Regions from separate parts of the Callithrix jacchus genome. Here region 2 is linked to region 1. A link is a contact called in public Hi-C data. All regions are on one chromosome and are shown on one strand. The core of a region is the stretch at or near the end of the contact, and the rest is flanking DNA. Distances in the headings are between cores, read along the strand shown. Region 1 holds the start of ISOC2 (isochorismatase domain containing 2). Region 2 overlaps SSC5D (scavenger receptor cysteine rich family member with 5 domains).

The links. A called contact is a pair of places that touch in the nucleus more often than the background predicts.
Region 2: a Hi-C map of skeletal muscle shows a contact between it and region 1, with 2.1 times the contacts expected there. The contact joins the enhancer-like site here to the promoter of ISOC2 in region 1. A contact is called at or near these places in 2 of 3 Hi-C or Micro-C datasets (both in skeletal muscle).

Annotation. Positions count from the first base shown.
Region 1 is chr22:48,327,397-48,334,299 of calJac240_pri, forward strand. ISOC2 (isochorismatase domain containing 2) reads right to left here and starts at 4,397. Exons shown (of 5, transcript XM_078360928.1): 1 at 4,297-4,397. It overlaps C22H19orf85 (chromosome 22 C19orf85 homolog), which reads right to left. Exons shown (of 2, transcript XM_035287534.3): 1 at 6,770-6,903; 2 at 5,386-6,361. The coding sequence ends at 5,866.
Region 2 is chr22:48,384,484-48,390,482 of calJac240_pri, forward strand. SSC5D (scavenger receptor cysteine rich family member with 5 domains) reads left to right here. Exons shown (of 12, transcript XM_054249524.2): 12 at 3,683-5,362. The coding sequence ends at 5,286. Among named protein-coding and RNA genes, the nearest start is that of SBK2, 17 kb to the right of the region's middle. Within about 2 kb of position 3,813, at least 14 of the 16 cell types and tissues checked have an H3K27ac peak or open chromatin away from gene starts, as enhancers often do. A contact at or near this core is called in skeletal muscle, where this site is marked.

The DNA of each region.
Region 1 (6,903 bases), core at 3,147-5,646:
CCCCAGGGAGTCCTGAACGAAGGGTCCATTCTGATCCTCACCCTGCCCCAAGAGGAAACTGAGGCCATATTCTTCAGCTGTGGAAAGGAAGTCCTGGCACAGGCCACAGCATGGACAGACCTCGACACAAAAGCCACAGTGTGTGCCATCCCATTTACCTGAGATGCCCAGAACAGGCAAATCTGCAGACAGAAGGTAGATGAGGCAGAGTGCCATGGCTCAGGCCTGTAACCCCAGCACTTTGGGAGGCCGAGGCAGACAGATCACCTGAGTTCAGGAGTTCAAGACCAACCTGGCCAATATGGCGAAACCCCATCTCTATTAAAAATACAAAAATTAGCCAGGCGTGGTGCTGCACGCCCGTAATCCCAGCTACTCGGGCGGCTGGGGCAGGAGAACAGCTAAAAACCCAGGATGCAGAGGTTGCAGTGAGCCGAGATCGCACCACTGCACTCCAGAGTGAGACTCTGTCTCAAAAAAAAAAAAAAAGAGAAAGCAGATGGGTGGCTGCCAGGGGCTGTGGCAGGGAGGAGTTCAGGGTGACTGCTGAGGGGCGTAGCGTTTCCGTTTGGGATGGTGAAAAGGCTCAGGCGCTCCGTGGTGACAGCTGCACATCATGACCCTATGAATGCCACTCCACTGTGCGTTTCCAGATGACTAAAAGGGTATGTTTTATGTTAAGTGCATTTTACCACAATAAACAAAGAAAAAGAAAAAGGACAGGCCGCTGGAGCCCCCTGGCCAGTGACTCTTTTGCAGGGGAGGAAACCTCGACCCGGAGGGCCCGTTAACCTGCCCTAGGTCCTGCAGCCATGCAGGGCACACCTGACTTCCAGTTGGCCAGAGCATCTCCACCGTCAGCGCGCCTACACCGCAGGGGCCCTGTGCCAGCATGCCTCGGCCTGTGTCCCTAGGACGCTTGTGTTTCTGGGTCCCCGCGTTCGGGCTGGGCTTTTGTCTGTAGCTGTCTCGCCGTCTGTGTGTACGATTTGTTGGTACTCACTCATTTATTCATTAATTCGCCAGCGAAATGGGAGACCCTATAGGCTCATTGGAAGCCAGACAGGAGGTGTTCCGGGAAGCTGAGGGAGGCAGGGCTCACAAGGAGCTGCGCTTTCCAAAGCTGGGTAGTGAGGACACTGGTATTCATTCTCTTTCCTTCTCTCTCTTCCTGGCCTCAAGCAATGCTCCTGCCTTGGCCTCCCAAACTGCTGTATTATTTTTCTCTTTCTTTTTTTGAGACAAGGTCTCATGGTGTCACCTAGGTTGGAGTGCTCCCTGCATCCTTCAACTCCTGGGCTCCAGTGATCATCCCACCTCAGCCTCCCAAGGAGCTACAGGTGCATGCCACCACACCTGGCTAATTTTTGTATTTTTAAATTTTTAGAGACAGGGTCTTACTATGTTGCCCAGGCTGGCCTCAACTTCCTGGGCTCAAGCGATCCTCCCACCTCAGCCTCCCAAAGTGCTGGGATTACAAGCGCGAGCCACCGCGCTTTGCCTATTATTCTTTGAACAAAATCTATCTACCACAGTAAATGTTTTCTATGTGTACTGTATCTCAAATTTAAAAACGAACAAATGGCTAAAATGGTGAATTTTATGTTGTGCAAATTTTAGCTCATTAAATAAAATGGAATGGAAACTCCCTCTGTAACAAAGCCACAGTGAATTAATCACATAATTACAACCGTGATAAGTGCTGAGATTTCCAGGGAGCCAGATCTAGCTTGGCAGGGGCTGCTATGTTCTCCCAGAGGAATTGAAGACAGAAAAATGATCTTTTCGAGGTCAGCCGCGGTGGTAATCCCAGCATTGGGAGGCCAAGGTGGGTGGATCACGAGGTCAGGAGCTTGAGACCAGCCTGGCCAACATGGTGAAACCCCCGTCTCTACTAAAAATACAAAAAAATTAGCCAGTCATGGTGGTGGGTGCCTGTAATCCCAGTTGCTCAGGAGGCTGAGGCAGGAGAATCGCTTGAACCTGGGAGGTGGAGGTTGCAGTGAGCTGAGATCACGCCATTGCACACCAGCCTGGGTGATAGATCGAGACTCTGTCTCAAGAAAAAAAAGATCTTTTTAGAAAACACAAAGCTGACTATTACTACCCGGTCTCAAACTCCCTGTGGCTTCTCTCTGTCCTTAGGACTAAGATGCAGATGCCCCCTTTCTCCCCACACAGCCCAGCCACATCCGCCTCTGCCTCTACAACAGCCCTTGCCGTTTCCTCCCCCTGGAGTGACCCTCTCAGGCCCACTCATGTGCTAATTCTTCCTCCCCTGAGCAGCAGGCAGGACCTGGGACACCCAGACCCCAAAGGATGGTTCTGAGGGAACCAGAAGCTGGAGATCTGACAGGTGGGTCACAAGGGCCCTGGAGCCTCTCTGCTGAGGGCAGTGGGGAGCCATGGAGGGGCCATCTGGGGGTCGGCATGTCCAAAAGCCTAGGACAGGCATCTGTAGCACCCAGGAGCTCCCCCCTGGCCTGGCAGGAGTGTGGGTTGCAACAACTCCTAGGGAGAGCGGAGCAGACACATTTCTCAAAATGATGAATACACAAAGCCTCTGAACGCAGAAGTTGCTCCTAAGCATTTAGCAACGACACAAGGTTAGTCATTACAGGACTCTTCCCCAGAGCAAAGGTGCAGAAGGAAGTATCCATGTCCACAATTCGGATACCGGTTATGTAAGTCACGGCATAACTACACTCTGGTATTCCTTGCAAGCCAGGAAAAATTACGAGGAAGCTCTTTAAGTAACCATATGAAAACATGTTTGAGAGAAGTGAAAAAGAAGCAGAACACTGTGTATGGAATGCTCCTTTTTGTGCCAGAAAAAAAAAGGGAGAGAAAATGTGTCTGTGTCGCATATATCTGTATCTGCTATCTCTGGCAAACAAGGAACGGGAGACAGGTGGGTGAACCAGGCACTGGGGAACGGAGTGCAGGAGCCTCGATTTTCACTGGGTCCTATTCTGTCTCTTCTGAATTCTGCACAATGTGCAACAGGTTGTCTAGTCAACGCTATCTACAATCGAGGGTTTATGTGAAGCCCAAACCCAGCAAAACGGATCTGTGGTTGCCCAGGGACCAGTGATGGAAATGGCCATGGCGGGAGATCCTGGAATGCGGCGCGTGTTTGACTTTTTTCTTTGAATACTGTTTCTTTTTTTTTTTTTTTGAGACCAAGTTTCACTCTTGTGGCCCAGGCTGGAATGCAATGGCGAGATCTCAGCTCACTTGCAACCTCCGCCTCCCAAGTTCAAGCGATTCTCCTGCCTCAACCTCCCGAGTAGTTGGGAACAGGCACCCACCACCATGCCCGGCTAATTTTGTATTTTTAGTAGAGATGGGATTTCTCGATGTTGGTAAGGCTGGTCTCCAACTCCTGATCTCAGGTGGTCCACCCACCTCACCCTCCCAAAGTGCTGGGATTACAGGGGTAAGCCACTACACCCGGCCCTGGATACTGTTTAGACCAGCGTGCTCCCTTCGTAAACATTTATTTGAGCTGTGTATATGCAAACCGTATGATTTTCTGTATATGTGGTATCAGTCCATAAAAAGTTTTCAAATTGCAAAATACAAAGATGGCTTCATGGCCCCACTGGCGCAGCTGGACTGAAGACAAAGGCCAGAGAGGAGGAGGTTGGGGCTGGGGTCCAGTGGGACAGGGGAGAGAGATAGGAAGGGACAGGTGGGGCTGCAGGGAAAGTCGGGGAGGAAGGCCCCCAGTTTCTGGTTGGGCGAGGGGCATGACCTGAAGACTAATAGGGGATCCTGGAGAGGGAAACTGGTTTTGGGGAGGTGAAAAATTGGGGTGAGAGTGGGTGTTTATGAGAGAGAGAGGTCTGGGCTGGAGAGAGTTGGGCGTGTCCTGGGGAAGGAGGAGAGATTCAGCCTGGGTGGAGGGTACCCAAGGCACGGCTGGAGGTGGGCGGTAACAGGGGGGCGGGGTAGGGCTGTTTACTTCCCCACGAGGTCTCGGAAACCCAGCCTTGGAGCCCGGACTTTCTGGTTCTGTGACCCTGGGAAAGCTTCTCTCTGTCTTAGCCTCAGTTTCCCTGTCGAAGAGATGGGGATTAAACCTACCCACCCCGCAGGGCTGTTACAGAGGCGGCGAGAGCGACCCGGGGGACAGTTTGAGTCTCTGGCCAGCCAATTATGGCGGGGCCAGGTGGAGTCCTCTTTCTGGTCCTGTGACCTTGGCCCGGGGACGCCCGGGAAGAGCCTCAGTTTCCCCATCTGCTAGGCGTGAAGGTCGGTCTCCAAATAAGCGCCAGCAGCGAGAGGACTTACCCGGAAGGTGCCGGGTTCGGGCCTGGAACGGCCCCTCCGCACGTGAGGCTGGGGGCACCCTCACCTCTCTGCGCTCGGACAGCCACTCTGAGGCCTCTCCCGGGTTTCCTGGGGCGGGTCACCGTTTCGTTAGGGCTGGACACGTGGCCCACCCCCTGCAGCGTCCGCGTTCCGCCCACTTAGGGCCGAGCCGTCCAATCGACACTCATCATGCTCGCCTCCTCCTACTCCTCCTCCTCCTACCCCCCGCTCCGGCCAATCCGCATGTGCCACTGCCTCTCCCCGCCCCCCCCGCCTCTCAACCAATCCGCATATGCCTCTGCTTTGCTCCCGCCCCGGGGGAGGGGCCGCGCCGGCAACGCTATCAGTCCCAAGAAAATGATTAGCTCGCTACAGCGCGGAGGGGGCGGGGAAGCAGCGCGTCCGGCCAATGGAGAGCCGTAGAGGGCGTGAGTGGCGGCCGACGGGGCGGAGTCGCGCGGTGGTCTCCGAGGGCTCAGATCCCGGCCGGAGAGAGGGCGTCTCGGCCGGTCTCATTGCACGGAGCAGATGGCAGAGGCCGGGAGAGAGAGAGGGGCCCTACACAGAGTAGAGGCAGGTCTGCGGTTCGAACCCTGGCCCTTCTGTCAAGAAACGGAGGCTTACGAAGATACCCAAGCACTTTCCAGGAAGGGGCTGCTAAGGAAGCGATTAAGTGAGGAATTAGATGCCCCCCTCATCCTTTGTTCTCTGTGCTACCTCAGTTTCCCCTTTTGTGCAGCACTTGCCCGTTCCAGTGGTGTTCAGAATAATTTAGATTCTGCCCTTGGAAATGGTGGTTGAGAGAAAGAGAGAACTTCCCTTCTGTCTTGGAATAAACCACGAATATGCGCCACGACACCTGACTAATTTTTTTTAAATTTTTTGTAAAGACGGAGGTCTCACTCTGTTGCCCAGGCTGGTCTTGAGCTCCTGGGCTCTAGTGATCCGCCTGCCTTGGCCTCCCAAAGTGCTGGGATTATAGGTGTGAGCCGCCGCACCCAGCCTTGTTTTTATTTTCTTGAATAACTCCAGTCTGAATTGGAAATGAATGTTGCTTTTTGAAAAACGCATGGATATACTCTTTTATTGTCAGTTCCCCTCCAAAACACACATATGCGTACAGGAAAGGGAGCTCCCCGAGGCAGGGTTCCCACTTGCCTCGTTCACTGCTGAATCCTCAAGTCCTGGATCTGGGCCTGGCCCACAGTAGGCGCTTGATACATCTTTGGGAATAAATGAGCGGAGAGCAGACATTAGGCAGAGGTGAGCCGGGTGAATGCGAGGGCTGGATGCCAAGATGGGGCTGGGAAGAAGGAAGGGAGAAGGTGGGGAGCAAGAACAGGGCCCCCATAAGAGGTGGAGGTGGGGCCTCTGAGCCCAGGCGGAGCCCCCTGAGGCAGTTGTCTGAGGTGGGGGTCTGGGCTTGGTTTATTTTCCCAGGGGCTGCCAGGAAGGGAGTAGACAGGTTGGGGGCCCGGAGAGAGCTGGAGAGCTATCATGGAGGGGCCTCTGGCCTGTCCTGGATTCTGGGCTGGGTTGTGACTGACCTCATGGGGAGCTGGTCCCCCAGCCCTCGGGGATCCCCTGAGAATCCCAGGCATGAGGCACCTCCCACCAGTCCACCCAACCCCAGTTGGGAGCCACCTGCTCTGCTTCTTCCCCCAGGGCATGCTGGGGAGGGGTCAGGAGGCCACAGAAATGTGGGAGCTGCCTCTGGCCCGGCTGGCCCAGGTCGTGATAGGCCAGACCCAGGGTTGGCAAGGGAGCATCAGGGCTAGAGGAGGGGTCCCATGGCACTGAGGCACACTCTGGGGTGAGCGAAATGTTGTCAAAGAGGTCGAGGGTAGAGGTGTCCAGGGCGGCCAGACTCAGGCTGGGGCTGGTGTGGGGAACCTCAGCGGGGGCCACAGCACAGGCCACCCCCAGGAAGGGGGACGGAGGCGGCGGGGGCGGCTTTCGGAGCGAGGGTCTCTGGGGAGGTCCCTCCTGGGACAGGATGGATAGGGCCAAGCGCTGGGTGGCGGCCTCGATCTGGCTGAACTGCCTGCAGAGACAGGTGTGAGCAGGGTAGTCTCTAACGCCTGAACTCCAGCGACCTCCTGCGTCGGCCCTCCCAAGTGCTGGAATTCCAGGCGTGAGCCACCGCGTCCGGCCACCTACGTGGTCATTTCACATCATTCCAGCTATTTATTTTGGTGATTCCTGTCCGCCCTCCACCCCCATGAAAGCACAACCTCCACGAAGGCAAGGAACTTTCAATGCTTTGCTGGCACACAGCAGGCACTCAATAAATGCACATTGACTGTTGTTGGCATCAGCCCTGGGGGCTGCTCCTCTATTCTGTCTGTGCCTGGTCTCCCCCAACCAAGGGTGCCGGCTGCTCCTGCCCCTCTCCCCCCTCCCGTGCCCGCCTCCCCCCGCTTCCCCTCCCCACACCCCTTGGCCCCCTCACCTGCAGATCTGGTTGTGGAGAAACCTTCTGTGGTTGGGCTGCCTCTTGGGGGGCCGGGTGCGCCGGGGCTGTAGGACCCGAAGCACGTGGGCAGCCGCCCCACTTACGAACGCACACAGCTCCCGGGGGCCGGG
Region 2 (5,999 bases), core at 2,563-5,062, 57 kb after region 1:
CCCTTGAGCCTGGGAGGTCAAGGCTATGATGTGCCATTGCATTCAAGCCTGGGTGCCAGAGTGAGACCTTGTGTCAAACAGAAACAGAACCAAGGGGTTATTATCTCTAGACCAGTGGTCATCAACTAGGGCCAATTTTGCCCCCAAGGGGCATTTGGCAATATCTGAATATATTTGGGATTGTCATGGCAAGAAGTGGAGAGGCTGCCCATTGGCACCTAACTGGTAGAGGCCAGGGATGGAGTGAAATATTTCATAGTGCACAGGACACATTCCCATAACAACGAACCACCCAGCCCTAAATGACAATATTCCTGAGGTTGAGAAACCCCAACCTATGTGGCATAAGTCACTGTGACAGATAGGAAAATTATAGGAAACCCTCGATGAGAAAGAGGAAAAGATACAAACGGGCGATTCACAGAACAGGAAACCCAAATGGCTGGGTGTGTTTAGAAACGCTCACACTCATTGGGAACCAGAGAATAGAAATCCAAACAAGCATGGAAGAGAATTAGAAAGGTGGGTATGATCGCCCAAGGTGCCCCCACAGCACCAGCAGAAGCCTCTTCCACTGGGCAGACAGGCCCCCAGAGTGCGCTTTGGGAGCTGTAATCCCAGCATTTTGGGAAGCCAAGGTGGGCAGATCACTTGAGCCCAGGAGTTTGAGACCAGCCTGGGCACCATGATGAAACCCCGTCTCTACCAAAAAATACAAAAATCAGCTGGGTGTGGTGGCGCACACCTGTAGCACCAGCTGTTGGAGAGGCAAAGGTGGGGGATTGCTTTAGCCCAGGAGGTGGAGGTTGCAGTGAATTGCAATCACACCCCCTGCACTCCAGCCTGGGTGACAGAGCCAGACCCTGTCTAAAAAAAAAAAAAGGAATTCCACACAATGGAATTCTGTGCGGCAGCTAAAACCATGAGTAGACGTATACACAGCAATATAGATAGGTATTAACAACGTAATACTGAAGGAAAAAGTCAGAAAGAGAACAATATTTCCAGCTGAATGCCATCTGCAAAAGTTAAAAGCATAAACACAAAAATACATAGACACAGTTAAAAGACACGCTATATGGAAGCCAGACATGATGGCATGTGTCTGTAATCCCAGCTACTCAGGAAGCTAAGGTGGGAGGATCCTTTGAGCCCAGGAGTCTGAGTCCAGCTCTGGTGACATAACAAGACCCTGTCTCTAAATAAAACAAAAACGAAAGGAACGTGCTGTGCTTTATAAGGACACACACGTGTTTAAGGCCGAGTGTCAAACACAGCAGCGGAGGGGCCTGTAGGAGAGGGTGCTGAGGATAGAGGCTGGGGATAAGGAGGCTCGAAATAAAAGTCAGACAAGAGGGACACTGCAGGGACTGCTGGTTACAGGGCACTGAGGGGTACGATGAATGCAGTTATCTGCACCTTGGGTCTGAAAAATTAACAACCATTACCATTCTAGGTATCTGAGCACCTATAATATCTACCTAAGTGGAGAGTCTTGAGATAATAACAAAAAACATGTAACATTTATTAAACAAAATACACCATGTTAGGCACTATTCTAAGCAATATATATATATATAGAGAGAGACTATATATAAATATATATATATAATGTCTACATGAGCTTGGCCAGGCATGATGGCTCAGGCCTGTAATCCCAGCACTTTGGGAGGCGAAGGCAGGCAGATCACTTCAGGTCAGGAGTCTGAGACCAGCCTGGCCAACATAGTGAAACCCCCGTCCCTACTGCTGCTCTACTAATAATAATAAAATTAGCTGGGCGTGATGTTGGGCGCCTGTAATCCCAGCTACTCGGGAGACTGAGGCAGGAGAATTGCTTGAACCTGGAGGCAGAGGTTGCAGTGAGCCGAGATCACAACACTGCACTCCAGCCTTGGCAACAGACGGAGACTCTGTCTCAAAAAGAAAAAAAAAAGGAGAGAGAGAGAGATCTACATGAGACTGTCTCAAAGAAAGAGAGAAAGAGAGGAAGGAAGGAAGGAAGGGAGGGAGGGAGGGAGGGAAAAAGAACAAAAGGAAGGAAGGATGGAAGAAATTTACCTGAGCTCCATGATGTAGACCTATAATTTTGCCCATTTCTCAAATGAGTGAAATTGAGGCACAGGTATCAATGACTCTGACAACATCAGTAATTATGAGAGTGCTTATTCCATGCTAGTCATTAAGCTAAGTGCTTTGCACAACCATGATCTCCCTGAGTCCTTTTGACAACTCTGCAAGGGAGATACGTTGGTCATCTATAATCTACAGGTGGGGAAGAAACTGAGATCTGATCAGTGAAGTGATTTGCCAGTCACCCAGCTAGGAAGCCAGGCAGCTGCGGTCTAGACTGGGACAGCCGGCTTTGAGCACAAGCGCTTTATCTAACCACTTCTCCAGTCCTGCAAACAAAGGACAGTGTGGGGAAGGAATGCCCTCAAAGACCCTGCAGGAACCGTGGAAATATGCAGATCTGCGGGGTTCAATACGGTAGCTGTGAACACAGGGGACTGTTTACATTTAAATGAATCAACACTTTCTAAATGAAACATTCAGTTCCTCATTCACACTGGCCGCATTTCAAGGGCACAGTAGCCACATGTGGCCAGTGGCTACTGTATTGGCACTGTGGATCATAGCACATTCCCTCACCGAGGATGTGGTATTTAACTGCCTAGACTCTATGTGCAAACAACTTGGGTTCAAGTCTTATCCCTGCAACTTGCAAGCTGTGTCTGTGTGACCTTGGGCAAGTCATGTGGCCTCTCGCTCTCATTTCCTCCATCTGTAAAATGGGGATACAACTGGCACTCACTTAGAAGCCAGTCCCAGAAGAGGATGAGGCTCCTCCTGCTACTCAGGCCCAAAACTTGAGGGGGTGCCAAAAACAGCAAAATCAAGATACATAATATCATAATACAGTATTTTTAAAAATAAAAATTAATGGAAAAAACCACCCATGATGAGCTGAAGACAGGATCCTATCCACCTCACTGGGCTCACCCTAATCCCGGCCCTGTTGGGTCCCGTCTTTGGTTAAAATGTTATCTTTGGTTAGCTGTGGATCTTTTGCATTAATTTTTATTGTTTAAAAATATTGCATGAAAACGCTTGAACACAGGAGTTCAAGATCACAGTGAAGTATGATCTTGCCACCGCTCTACTCCAGCCTGGGCGATACGGCCAGACTTTAACTTAAAAAATAAAAAATTCCATAAAGATATTTATCTTGATTACTAAAATTACCCTTCGGAGCCCTGTTGGGTCTCCCTGCCTCCCCCGGCTCCCCACATCCCCCAGACCCCGCTGTCTGCGAATCCTCCCGTACGCTGCACACTTCTGAGCACTCCTGCTTCCTCCCGGGTCCCAGCATCCCTGCATCCCTCCCTCACCTCACCCTCCTGCACCCTCTCCTGCAACCTGCGTACCCCTCCACATTCCCTCGTCCGGAGCATCCGAGCATCCTCCAGCAGAGGAGGACGCCAGGTGGCGCCTGGAGACATCGGAGGAAGCCGGGAGGAGGGGCCGCAGGGCCGGGTAAAATCTGCCGGTGACCCTTGACGTCTCGAGGCTCTGCGGCTTTCCATTGGTCGGCTGCTCGAGGGGCGGGGAGAGGCGCGGGGTGGGCGGAGCCGGCTGACCTCAGACCGCCTGTCTGTTTTCCCTTCTCCTCCTCCTCCAGGTTCCCCAAGGAAACCGTGGCCGGAGCGCAGGCCGCCGCGGCCCACTGCTATCAGGACAGCGCCCCCCACCCCGTCCACAGGTCCCTCCGCCTCTCCGGGACCCCCAGGCCCAGCGCTGACCTCTGACTCCAGTGTAGAGCTCACTCCCCGCTCAGCCTTAACGCCCGAGGCGACCTCTGACCCTGCGGACACTTCACCCACCTCAGACCCGGCCTCCCGGACCAACCCCGACCTTAGCTTGACAAGCCCCGACTTTGCTTTGTCCACCCCTGACTCCAGTGTGGCTCCACCGCTGACCCCGGAGCTGTCACCCACGCCCCCACCCACCTTGCTCAAAGAGTTCACCGCTGACCCTTCTACACCACTGGAGGTGACCAGCCTTTCCCCTACCTCAGAGCGGACCCCAGAATCGGACACAACTTCAGACTTGGACACAACTCCATACCCCAGTACAGTCTCAGAATATTCCAGATCCCCAGACCCCTCCCCAAGCCCTCACTCCACTATTACCCCTGATCCCACCGGGACCCATGACCCCACCATGACCCCTCACCCTACCTTGACCTCTCACCCTACCATAACCCCTCACTTCCCCACCACCACTCATCCCACCACAACCCCTCAACCCACCACCATCATTCACTCCACCATGATTCCTGACCCCACGACAACCCAACCCTTCACTACCATGCAGCCCACCACAACCCCTCAACCCGCCACCACCACTCACTCCACCACGACTCCTGACCCCACCACGACTCCTGACCCCACCACAACCCCTCACCCCACCACCACCATGCAGCCCACCACAACCCCTCACCCCACCACCACCATGCAGCCCACCACAACCCCTCACCCCACTACCACTCCTGACCCCTCCTCAACCCCTGTCATCACTACTAAGTCCCTTCCAACCTCCGTTGGGACAGAACTCTCCTCTCCCACTCCAGCACCAACAGTCAGGCCCAGTCTGCATCCCGAGTTGACCTTCACAGCAGTTGCTCCTCACCCCTCCACATTCCAAATGCCCACTGTAGAGCCCTCTCCAACCTTGGAGTCCAGCTCCTCCAGGTCCTCCACAGCCACAAGCATAGACCCACTGTCTACTGAGGACTTCAAGTCATCCAGAAGCCAGAGCCCCAGCCTAACCTCTCCACCTACCCATGCCCCACACTCAGCCTCTGACCTCACTGTGCCCCCTGACACCCACTTCTCCCCCATAGCCCACCCCTTGGATCAACCTCCTTTAGACCACCTCACCCTAGGGCCAACCCCTGGTCAGAGCCCGGGCCCCCATGGTCCATGTGTGGCCCCAACACCACCTGTAAGGGTCATGGCTTGTGAGCCACCTGCCCTGGTGGAACTGGTGGCCGCCGTGAGGGACGTGGGTGGTCAGCTGCAGAGGCTGACCCAGGTTGTGGAACAGGACCGGCAGGAGCACCAAGCCCTGCTGCGGGGGCTGACCCAGCTGGTAGAGGCTGCCCAGGGTCTGGGGCAACTGGGTGAGGCCATAAAGAGACTGGTGACCTGGCCCCCCACCATGCCTGCACCAACCACCACTACCCCAGAGGAAGAGGAAAGGCCTCTGAGGGGAGATGTGTGACCCTCTCCAGGATTTGAGGGGTTTAAGACACTCCTGACAGAAAAAGAAAAAGAAAACCAAAATATCTAATTAAAAACAAGGTGTGAATGGTGTTTTTGGGGAATCCTAGAGAGAGAGAATCACAAGCTGGATCTTGGTATGTGAATAGCCCAGGAGCCATGCAAGGTGGTGTTGGCGATGGTGATGATTATGATGGTGATGATCCTGATGGTGATGATGATAGGATGATGATCATCATGGTGATGATAATGGTAAGACGGTGGTGGTGGTGGTGACAGTGATGATGATGAAGAGGAGGAAATAATGGTGATGATCATGAGGGGATGGTCATGGTGATGAGGCAATGATCTTGATGATGGTGGTGGTGGTGATGGTGGGTATGCTGCTGCTGCTGCTGATGGTGGTGATGGTGATGGTGGGTATGCTGCTGCTGCTGGTGGTGGTGGTGGTGGTGATGGTGGGTATGCTGCTGCTGCTGGTGGTGGTGGTGGTGATGGTGGGTATGCTGCTGCTGATGGTGGTGGTGATGGTGGGTATGCTGCTGCTGCTGATGGTGGTGATGATGATGGTGGTTATACTGATGGTGGTGGTGATGGTGATGGTGGGTATGCTGCTGCTGCTGGTGGTGGTGGTGGTGATGGTGGGTATGCTGCTGCTGATGGTGGTGGTGATGGTGATGGTGGGTATGCTGCTGCTGCTGGTGGTGGTGGTGG